Linked DNA regions of Hordeum vulgare: region 1 is linked to region 2. Evidence: chromatin contacts called from public Hi-C data. All regions are on one chromosome and are shown on one strand. Each heading gives the region's core, a stretch centred on a gene start, on an enhancer-like site or on the middle of the called end of the contact. The rest is flanking DNA. Distances are from core to core; before and after follow the strand shown.

Evidence for each region. Hi-C and Micro-C count contacts between places; a contact is called where the count stands out from the background.
Region 1: a contact with region 2 is called in a Hi-C map of leaf, with 5 times the contacts expected there. The contact joins the promoter of LOC123436492 here to the promoter of LOC123436444 in region 2. A contact is called at or near these places in 4 of 6 Hi-C or Micro-C datasets (leaf and seedling).

The regions. Positions count from the first base shown.
Region 1 is chr1H:357,566,214-357,570,434 of MorexV3_pseudomolecules_assembly, forward strand. LOC123436492 (phenylalanine--tRNA ligase beta subunit, cytoplasmic-like) reads left to right here and starts at 1,457. Exons shown (of 21, transcript XM_045115634.1): 1 at 1,457-1,580; 2 at 1,680-1,772; 3 at 3,243-3,353; 4 at 3,468-3,523; 5 at 3,625-3,728. The coding sequence starts at 3,296.
Region 2 is chr1H:357,067,235-357,071,867 of MorexV3_pseudomolecules_assembly, forward strand. It overlaps LOC123436444 (cinnamoyl-CoA reductase-like SNL6), which reads right to left and starts at 2,788. Exons shown (of 4, transcript XM_045115631.1): 1 at 2,148-2,788; 2 at 1,330-1,518; 3 at 116-450. The coding sequence starts at 2,459.

The sequences.
Region 1 (4,221 bases), core at 207-2,706, 500 kb after region 2:
TCATTTAATTTTGCTAGCTCAGCAAGCGACGCAATCCACTATGTTTTACCTGTTAGTGATTGAAACAAATGCGTGAGTCACCCTGGGTTGGATTGCTCACAACTCGCCTAGGTAATGTTCCACAAAACTATGGAGAACAAACGGGCTTTGATAGATGTCCTCATATATTGCTTTTCGTCACACTCCCCATACTGCCCAAAGGGTCACCACAAAGGTAGTGAATTCGTCCTCTGCAAGTGAATATTGCATAGGAAACAACCAACATTTTGCATTATCATCAACCTTTCTACTCAATTGTTCAATAATTGCATGTGTCGAAACAGAACCCAAGTACTTCTTGACCAAAACACATACGAGTTTGCTGGAATGAACCGCAAGACCACCCAGTTTATCAGAGGCCTTTGTTTCGGCCTATGGAGCAACAACCCATAGGACAGTTGGGCCAATATTTGATAGATGCGGGACAAATGGTTGTACACACGCACGTCTATAAACGTCTAGATCATAAAATGGACGATCGAAAACGCAGATCGTTGTGAGGACACGGATTAGGTGCGGTTAATATGAGCATGCCTTCCTCCACTGCCTTCTGTAATGTTTTTTTTACAGAAAGCATACTTTATTCATCAAATAACAACTACATAGTCCGCTAACAATTTCATGATAAAGTTTGGAGGAGCGTCATTCCAAACAGAAGGGTTAGTCGTCCTTCCCCATCTAGCTAATTCATGAGCTACATTATTCGACTCTCTAATGCAATGCTCAATAGTAACCTTCCCGAAGTCTACTAACATACTACGACAATCTTCTAGCACCGGCGTTGCCACCATGGATTGCACTTCATTTTGATTAAGAGCATCCACCACCGTAATATTATCCGTTCTCACCACCAAATTAGAGCATCTAGTATTATGAGCTAATTTGAGTCCTTCGAGTGGCGCCGTTGCCTCGGTTGTGATGACATCAGCTACATTTTCCAACCTTGCCGTTGAAGCTCTTATAAAAGTATCCTTGTAATCACGGATAATTGCTCCACATGCATCGATATATTCACCCTTTGAAAAAGATGCATCCACATTCAACACTTGTTGTCTTGCATAGAAAACCAGCCACTTATTGATTTTTGGAAAGTCCTTGCTTGTCCCTGCTGCACGAGCATAGTGAAGGGCCAACGCGATAACAGAGGAGCTGTTTTTTCTGCCTTCCATAATGTTTGTGACTATTTCCTTGCAATCAGACCCAACGATTTTTGTTTTTTGTTTTGAGAAAACCCAATGATCACTTAGGGCTTGTGTAGTGTTGTCGCGGAGCTGGGTCCCAGGCAGCCCAGAAAATTCCCGAGCCGAAAAAGAAGTCGGCCTGGGGCGCAGCCCACTCTCCCTACCCCTCTTCTGCTGGGCCTCGGCCAGTCAGCCCAATAACAAATACTGGACGAGGGGACTGAGCAAAGAAACGCGAGTTTTTGACGACAAGAAAACAGCCGTCCCGTGGCCGTCGAACCCTATCAATCCCGCCGCCCGCCGCCCGGGCGCCGTGCCCAGCGTCCGGTGTGTCGTTCGACCTGCGCCCCTGCCCATCCGGTGAGCCCCATGCAGTAGCAGCAGCAGCAGCGATCACTCCCCTTCCATCTCCTTCTTGGCTGCTTCCCTTGCTGATCTGCAGGCTGCTGACCTGTCCAGCTGACCGGCGAGGCGGCGCGCCGGTGACCGCGTTTGTCCAGACAGATCTCGACCCCGACACTGGCGTCCTTCGGCGTCCCGCCTCAGCTAAAGGTACCCCCATCTAGCCATCTCAAGTCCTCAACTCAAGCTTAAATTCCACAGAAAATGTGGCCGTGGCCCTCGGCATTAATGCCTTGATAGATTGAAACATGATTTTAATTAATTCTTGTTGCCCTTAGTTTTGTAATAATTGCACAGAAATATTTGAAGGCCAATCTCCATTCCAGTTCGCTTTGTCATGTGATATAATTGCTTTGTGTTTTCCCCTCCCTGTAATATAAGAGCGTTTTTGGGAGGGGAACTTTTGGAACCTGGGTGTATATACACCCTACAAGCAAAAAAAAAGCAATTCAACAAAAAGTCAAAAAGTTCTGAAAATATCTTTGAAATAAACTTGACCTTTCATTGTACTTGTAAGAAAAATTCCACAAAAATAAAAATATACTTTGACTTCTTTAAAAAAGCAAATTTTTGGTCAAAACAATATGAATAGTGACCCATAATAGCAAATACATTTTGTCTTTTTTGCCCAAAAGTCAGTGCTGATTTTGTTTTCGTGAAAATTTATATGCTAGTGCAAAACAAAGTCAAGTTTAACCTAAAAATACTTTGGAACTATTTTGAATTTTTAATTAATTATTAAAAAAAATCCTCATATAGGGTGCATATACAATCAGGAACCAAAGTGTATTTCCCAGCGTTTTTGACACTAGTGTAGTGTAAAAAACGCTCTTATATCATGGGACGGAGGGAGTACGTATTAAATGGCTAGTTTGATCAAAATTTGGCAGCTATTCCAGAATTCAGTGACTTGCTACCACTCATCCGACGCGGATTTGGTGAACATGGGTGCGCGTGCACCCTTTATGATTTTTTTTTCTAAAAATCCTAGGAAAAAAATTAAAAAAATCGGAATTTATTTTTGTAATATACATAGTCAACCAGTATACTTGGGTATCAAGTTTCACGTAGAAATCACATCCGTGGTAATATGGGCAAAAATTGACAAAACCGAAGCTATATTAAAAAACACTGTTTGATGAATAGTATGGCCACAATTGTATTTTCTTCACTAAAAATACCATGGGTGTCAATACATCATGAAACTTCCCACGTGAGTAGAATGGTTGACTAAGTTTCTTACCGCGAAATTTCAGAATTCTTTAAATTTTTCTAGTATTTTTTTACTATTCATATGGGTGCGCACGGCCTACCCCAACTTGTTTGGGACTGAAAGGCTTGGTTGTTGTTGTTGATGATGGGTGCGCACGCACCCATGATCACCTTTGTATTTTTGCTACTCATCACTCTTTATTATTATTATTATTCTAACTAAAACTGACTCCTAATGCAGCATCCACGTTTAGCCACGCCACCTTAAAACGAATAGTCATTGCACGTGATAGGAAAGTGTGACCACTGCACGTGATAAAACCCTACGCCCCGCGCCCCACCTCTCTGTCCAAATCCCCTCTCGCCAGTGCTTTCACCTCATTGGGCTCCCCCCTCCGTTCTTGCTAGGTTACCAGGCTCGCGTGTCCCGCCGCCATCAAGCGCCACAGCCACCACTCGTGATGCCGACAGTCAGCGTTGGCCGCGACCGCCTCTTCGCTGCACTCGGCAGGGTCTATAGTAAGCGCCTCCCCTCCCCCCCCTCTCGAAACCCCGCCGCGTACGCGCACTCCTTCCTTTAACCCGCCGCGAGAACACCTAACTAATATCGTTCCTTTGTTGTGGATGCTCTAGCGCAAGACGAATTCGAGGCACTCTGCTTCGATTTCGGCATCGAACTTGACGATGTGGTGAGCCGCTCGGATCTGTGCCATTTGTCTCTCCTACTCGCATGCTTTGGTATTTGGGTGTTAATTTCGTTTGATGTGATTTGCTTCATTGGTTTGTGTAGACCACAGAGAAGGCCATCATCCGGAAGGAGAAGCACCTGGAGGAGGATGTCGAAGCGGACGGTGATGATGAGGTCATCTACAAGATTGAGGTTGCCGCCAATAGGTAAGCACATTTTGGTTTTGCCAGCTGAATTGTCTGTGCAAGTTGCTAAACTGCTCTGACTTGAGTTGCTATGATGTGAGATATCTGTCCTTCGGGTATCACTAGCTCAATTAGTCTGCATTGAGCTGCTAATTGTTAAATCAAATATGTGTGTATGAATTGGTGTCACCGTAGTTGTAGCATGTAACCGGTTTGCTTTCTTTTATTTGGGAGCAAATTTTGTTCTGCTATTCAGTTCAATTTTTTGGTGTTTATGGGTATCGTGCATGCCATGTGTCACTTAATTGTTGGACTTTGCAGAGATTGACCTTCTTATCCGTACTAATGTCAGCTCAAGTCTAACCTGCATTATTTATGGTGGTTCTTTTGGTTTTGCCATCAAATTTGGAACCAACATGTGTAGGTTTTGTTCACTCTGATTTTTATTTAATTTGACATAAACTTTGGCTGCGCCATTTAATTCTTCTTACTGGTAGGGTTTTAATAGGTACTC
Region 2 (4,633 bases), core at 1,538-4,037:
TCAATGTTCATCACCGAAGTTCATCAGGTCAGTCGGTTACAACACTTGACTGGACTTTCTTAGAATTTTTTTAGTTGAAATAAATACTTATTCATTGAAGTGTACTGTACTGTACCTTGGAGGGTAGCATGGAGCGGACGGGGCGAGCATCTGGGCGAACTGGAGGGCGTCCTCGGGCCGGCACACGACGTTGTTGAAGCAGAGGTAGCGGCCGAAGGCCGTGGGGCACTCGTAGGCGGCCACGTGTGCGTCGGCGAGGAAGTCTGCGTCGACGGTGACGAGGACGCCGTGCTCGTACATCTCCGGGACCCCCTTGAGGCAGGGGTGGGCGGAGGAGAGCCCCGGCCCCGTGAGCAGGCCGGCGTTGATGGCCACCATGTCCACCCCTCTGTCCATGGCCAAGGCCCAGGCCGTCTTCTCCGACAGCGTCTTGGCCAGCGCATGCCACAGCTGCAACAACCCCCCCATATAACAGTAAGTAAAACAAGAAGCTATATCAAGTAAAATGTGTGTCTTTCTAAGTACGTAAGTAGTAATTTTTGTGATTGCGCTGTCCGTCCTAAAGGCAAAGGGTGTGTGTGTTGTGAAAGCATTCTTCCAAAGCTTGCACATGCAACTTTGGTGACAGCTGCAGGAGGAGACGCTGGTGGCTTGCGCTTGGCAATTTGGCAAACATGTCGGGAACATGGGGTCGCTGTAGTGGATGGCCCCAACAAGCAGGACGGACGCTGCTAACCGTCAGAATTCAGAAACAGAGGACCAGTTCTCGTTCAAAAGAACAAAAAGAGTAGCTGGGGCAATTTAAAAGTGCCGAGTGTCAATCTGCTAAATAAGCACCCATATATTATACAATCAAATACGCAAAGCAAGGATGATCTTCGTGTGGACTAGGATGTGTTAGTAGAATATACTCCTGGTAGAGTGGTACTAGTATTTGTTTTCTTATTGGGTACTACTAGTACATTATTTGTTCTCTTTCTGTGTCGTGATCTTCACAGTTGAGAAGTCTGGTTTTACCAGTCTCATCCACTTAATATTGGGTTCGGCACGTACTACTACGTTTTTTTTTTTGACTGTTTTCCTGTCATGTTGCTACAACTACTAGTCGCTTGCATTGCATGAATGCAGACGGATGATTAACGCCAAGAGCGACGGGACTGCGGCGTTGCTTTCTTGGGGTTTGGTGGCCCGCTTCCTTTCCGTGCCGGATTTCGTAACAAGACATGCAGCTGCTTTTCGTGCCCCGCTGCTTGCCGGGCTTCGCAACAAGAAGAGAGAAGTTGCGGCGCTCGCGTGGCATGAGCGAATGGGTGATGGGCGGTCGATTACCTTGCGTTTCCTGCAGAGATTGAGGTCGCTCCAGTTCCTCTCGTCGAAGGCGTCGACGGGCTTGTGGTCGTCCTTCCATACGACGGCGGTGACGGAGGAGGTGAAGACCACCCTCTCCATGGTCACCGTCTGCGCGCACGCCTCCAGCACGTTCTGCGCCGCCCGGACCTCCACCTCCACCATCACCTCCTGCAACCGCCATCACCCAGCCATCATCAGATTAAGAACAAATCAATTAATTAACCAGCTAGCACCCAACCGTTGGCTTAATTAGCGGCAGCGCCGGCCTTAATTAGAAGCAGCTGTGCTGTGCTGTGCTGTGTGTGGTGAAGCATCCATTCGGAGGCATCAATGCACGCCGCGCGGGAAAGGCTTCTGCCAGAGGTTTGGTTTGGAGCAGAGTTAATGCCGGCAGTGGAGTAGTGGTGGTGGAGGGAGCAGCGAGAGGAAGCAGATGAGCTGTGCCTTAATGGCCCAGCTCACGCCAAGGAGAAAGGAAGGAAGAAAGAATTAGATGCTCAACGACTAGCTGTACTGTGCTGCTGCAGTGGTACGGCACTAGCGGCAGTGTTTTCTCTCAACTCTTATCCAGCCAGCCAGTTAGCCACTGCAACATGCAGAAGAGGCCGATCCGGCGGGCGATCGGGAATGGATTCTTAATTGCCGGGGGTGGGATCAAGTTACAAGTAAAGTAACCCGATGTGACGGCACGATCGATCCATCATCCATGATTCTCTCTTGAAACTAGTGGTAAGTAGTAGTAATTTGGTGGTAATGGCGAGGGAGGGAGGGAGGGGAAGGAAGGAGAGTCGACTCACGTCGCAGCCGGCCTGGTCGTCGTGGGTGTTGAACATGCAGAAGAGGCCGGAGCAGCCGCGGACGGCGTCGGCGATGGTGTGGTAGTCGAAGGGGTCGGCGCGGAAGAGCTTGAGCCGGTCCTCGTCGTGTCCTGCGGCGGCGAGCAGCCCCGCCTCCTCGTCGAGCGAGTGGTCGTAGGTGGCGGCGTGCACGGTGTAGCCCCGGCGGAGGAGGCGGTGCACGAGCGCGTGGCCCAGCGGGCCAGAGGCGTCCATCACGCACACGCTCTTGTCCGACTCCGCCGCCGCCGCCGCCGCCGCCCCGGGGCACATGGCTGGTTCTGGTTGATTCCTTGCTTGTACGTCCAAGAAAGCGCCGGAGACGGCAGGCGGCGGAGGTGGGATGGCTCGCTGCTTTTACTGGTGGCGAGATGAGAGGGGGAGATGTGGGGTGGTGGGTATATAAAGGGAGAGGGGGGTTTGGGAAGAGAAGAGGTTGAGCGCGTGTCCGAGTCGGGGACGGAAGAGGAGCGCGGGTGGAGGTGGGTCAGCCGGGCCGGAGAGGGTCAGCCGCATCCAAAGGGCGTGCGGTGCGGTGTGGTGTGGGTGTGGGTGCGTGCTCTGCCCTCCCCTCCGGTGGTGGTGGTTTCAGGAGAGGAGCTAGCGGAAGAGGAGGAGGCGACGCAACGGGCTTGGGCTTGGGCTTGGCTGCTGGGAGGGGAGGGGAAGAGGGTCAGGTGCCGGGTAGTTGGCAGCTGCGGCCGGGGCGGGCGCGACGCCCAACTGTCTCCCCAACGACGCGCAGCTGCACGCGCGCGCGCGCGCGCCTGTGTGGCTCGCGTACGGCGTACCCATCCGTCCCGTCCGCTGGAATTTGGGATACGCACGCAAATTCGATGCACCTCGCCTGCGGCTGGATCGATCGGGAGGCGTTGACCTGTCGGCCGACGGCGGTGGGATTTAGCTTGGTTTGGTGAGAAGAGTGGCTCCTGCGCTGGCCAGCGGTTGCAGCTGCCGCGATTCACCAGCGCCGGTGCACCACCACCACATGGCGCCGCGCGGTTACACGCGCGCGCGCATGAGGAGGGCCTCTACCTCCATCTACCCACTACTGCTACATGTGGATCGTCAAGCTCATTCCCCCCTGAACAGGTGTCATTCGATCGTGATCATTCTACTTTTTGCAAGGACGGGCATACCCTGGCTTCATGATCGACGACGTAGTCTCAACTGGTCTTCTGGCAGCCACGTCCTTGCGCGCGTCATCGGTCATAAGTGGACTTTGTTGCATATGTGCATGTATTTTATAAGCTGGAGTAGCTAGATTCAAGTGGTCCTGCACGCCTCTTCTGTGCTGACTATTAGGCTGTTCGTAATGGGAGTATCATAGATAGTATCATGCATTTTAAGACTGTCCGTAATGGAAATATCATAGGTAGTATCATACATTTCAACTAAGCAATTTCGATGAGGTGGCATCGAATTAAATGAAGAAAGAAAGGTTGAGTATCATATCATGATACTGTATCATATTAAATGATGTGCTACTATGTGTCTTGCATGGCAATAAATGAACCATCCTATAATACCAACACATGATACTATGCATTACGGTTGTGGTATCATACACTAGTATCATATGCATATGACACTAATATATAATACTACCCACTACAACCAGCCTTAGTAGATTACATTTTCTTCTTCGATGAAGGATCGATTTTATTGGTTTAAAATAAAGCATCAAGACTAGCTATGTTGAGCAATAAACATTGATGCAGGCAGGCACATAATACACCGACAAATAGCAAAAATATATAAAATCAATATTCTGCATAGACAAGGGAAAAAGATCAATCCAGCAAACTACAGCAACGATCATATCTGCACCATCTCATGACATCACATGGATGGCAAGATCCTTAAACAACAATGCCTTAAGGAAAGGAGCGACCCTCACGTGCCGCCGTCATCGAACCCAACCACCAATGCGAGGATATAGGTTTTCACTCTGAAGAACAGTGTGGACATATCTGAGCAATACCTTCAACAAGGTAACAACTCAAAACATCGTTCACGGTACTAAATATCGTCAGTAGTCCTGGTAGGGTGAGAGTGCGGCCGGATATTCTGGAAGGGAGCACTAAGAGGGAATTTACCCAAGTTAAGGTCCTCATGGTTGAGGTAACACCCTACTACTTCTTTTGTTTTAATTGGTTGTGGGGAAACGCCTCGTGTGTGTGTGTGTGTGTGTGTGTGGAGGGGGGTTATTGCAATAAGAGTGGATTTGTTGCTACCAACACGATAACTAGATGTCACATGATCTCAAACTACCCCTTGCCTCACCTTATAAAGGGTGACAAGGCCTAGGGTTACAAGATTCTCTAACTGACCGAGAGCCTCAAGTGATGCAGGATCCTTGGCTTGCACACCAGGACAAATATCTTTCTTGAAGGAGGACTTCCTACATGGCCGAATGTCCTTAAGGACACCTTCGACTATTGGGC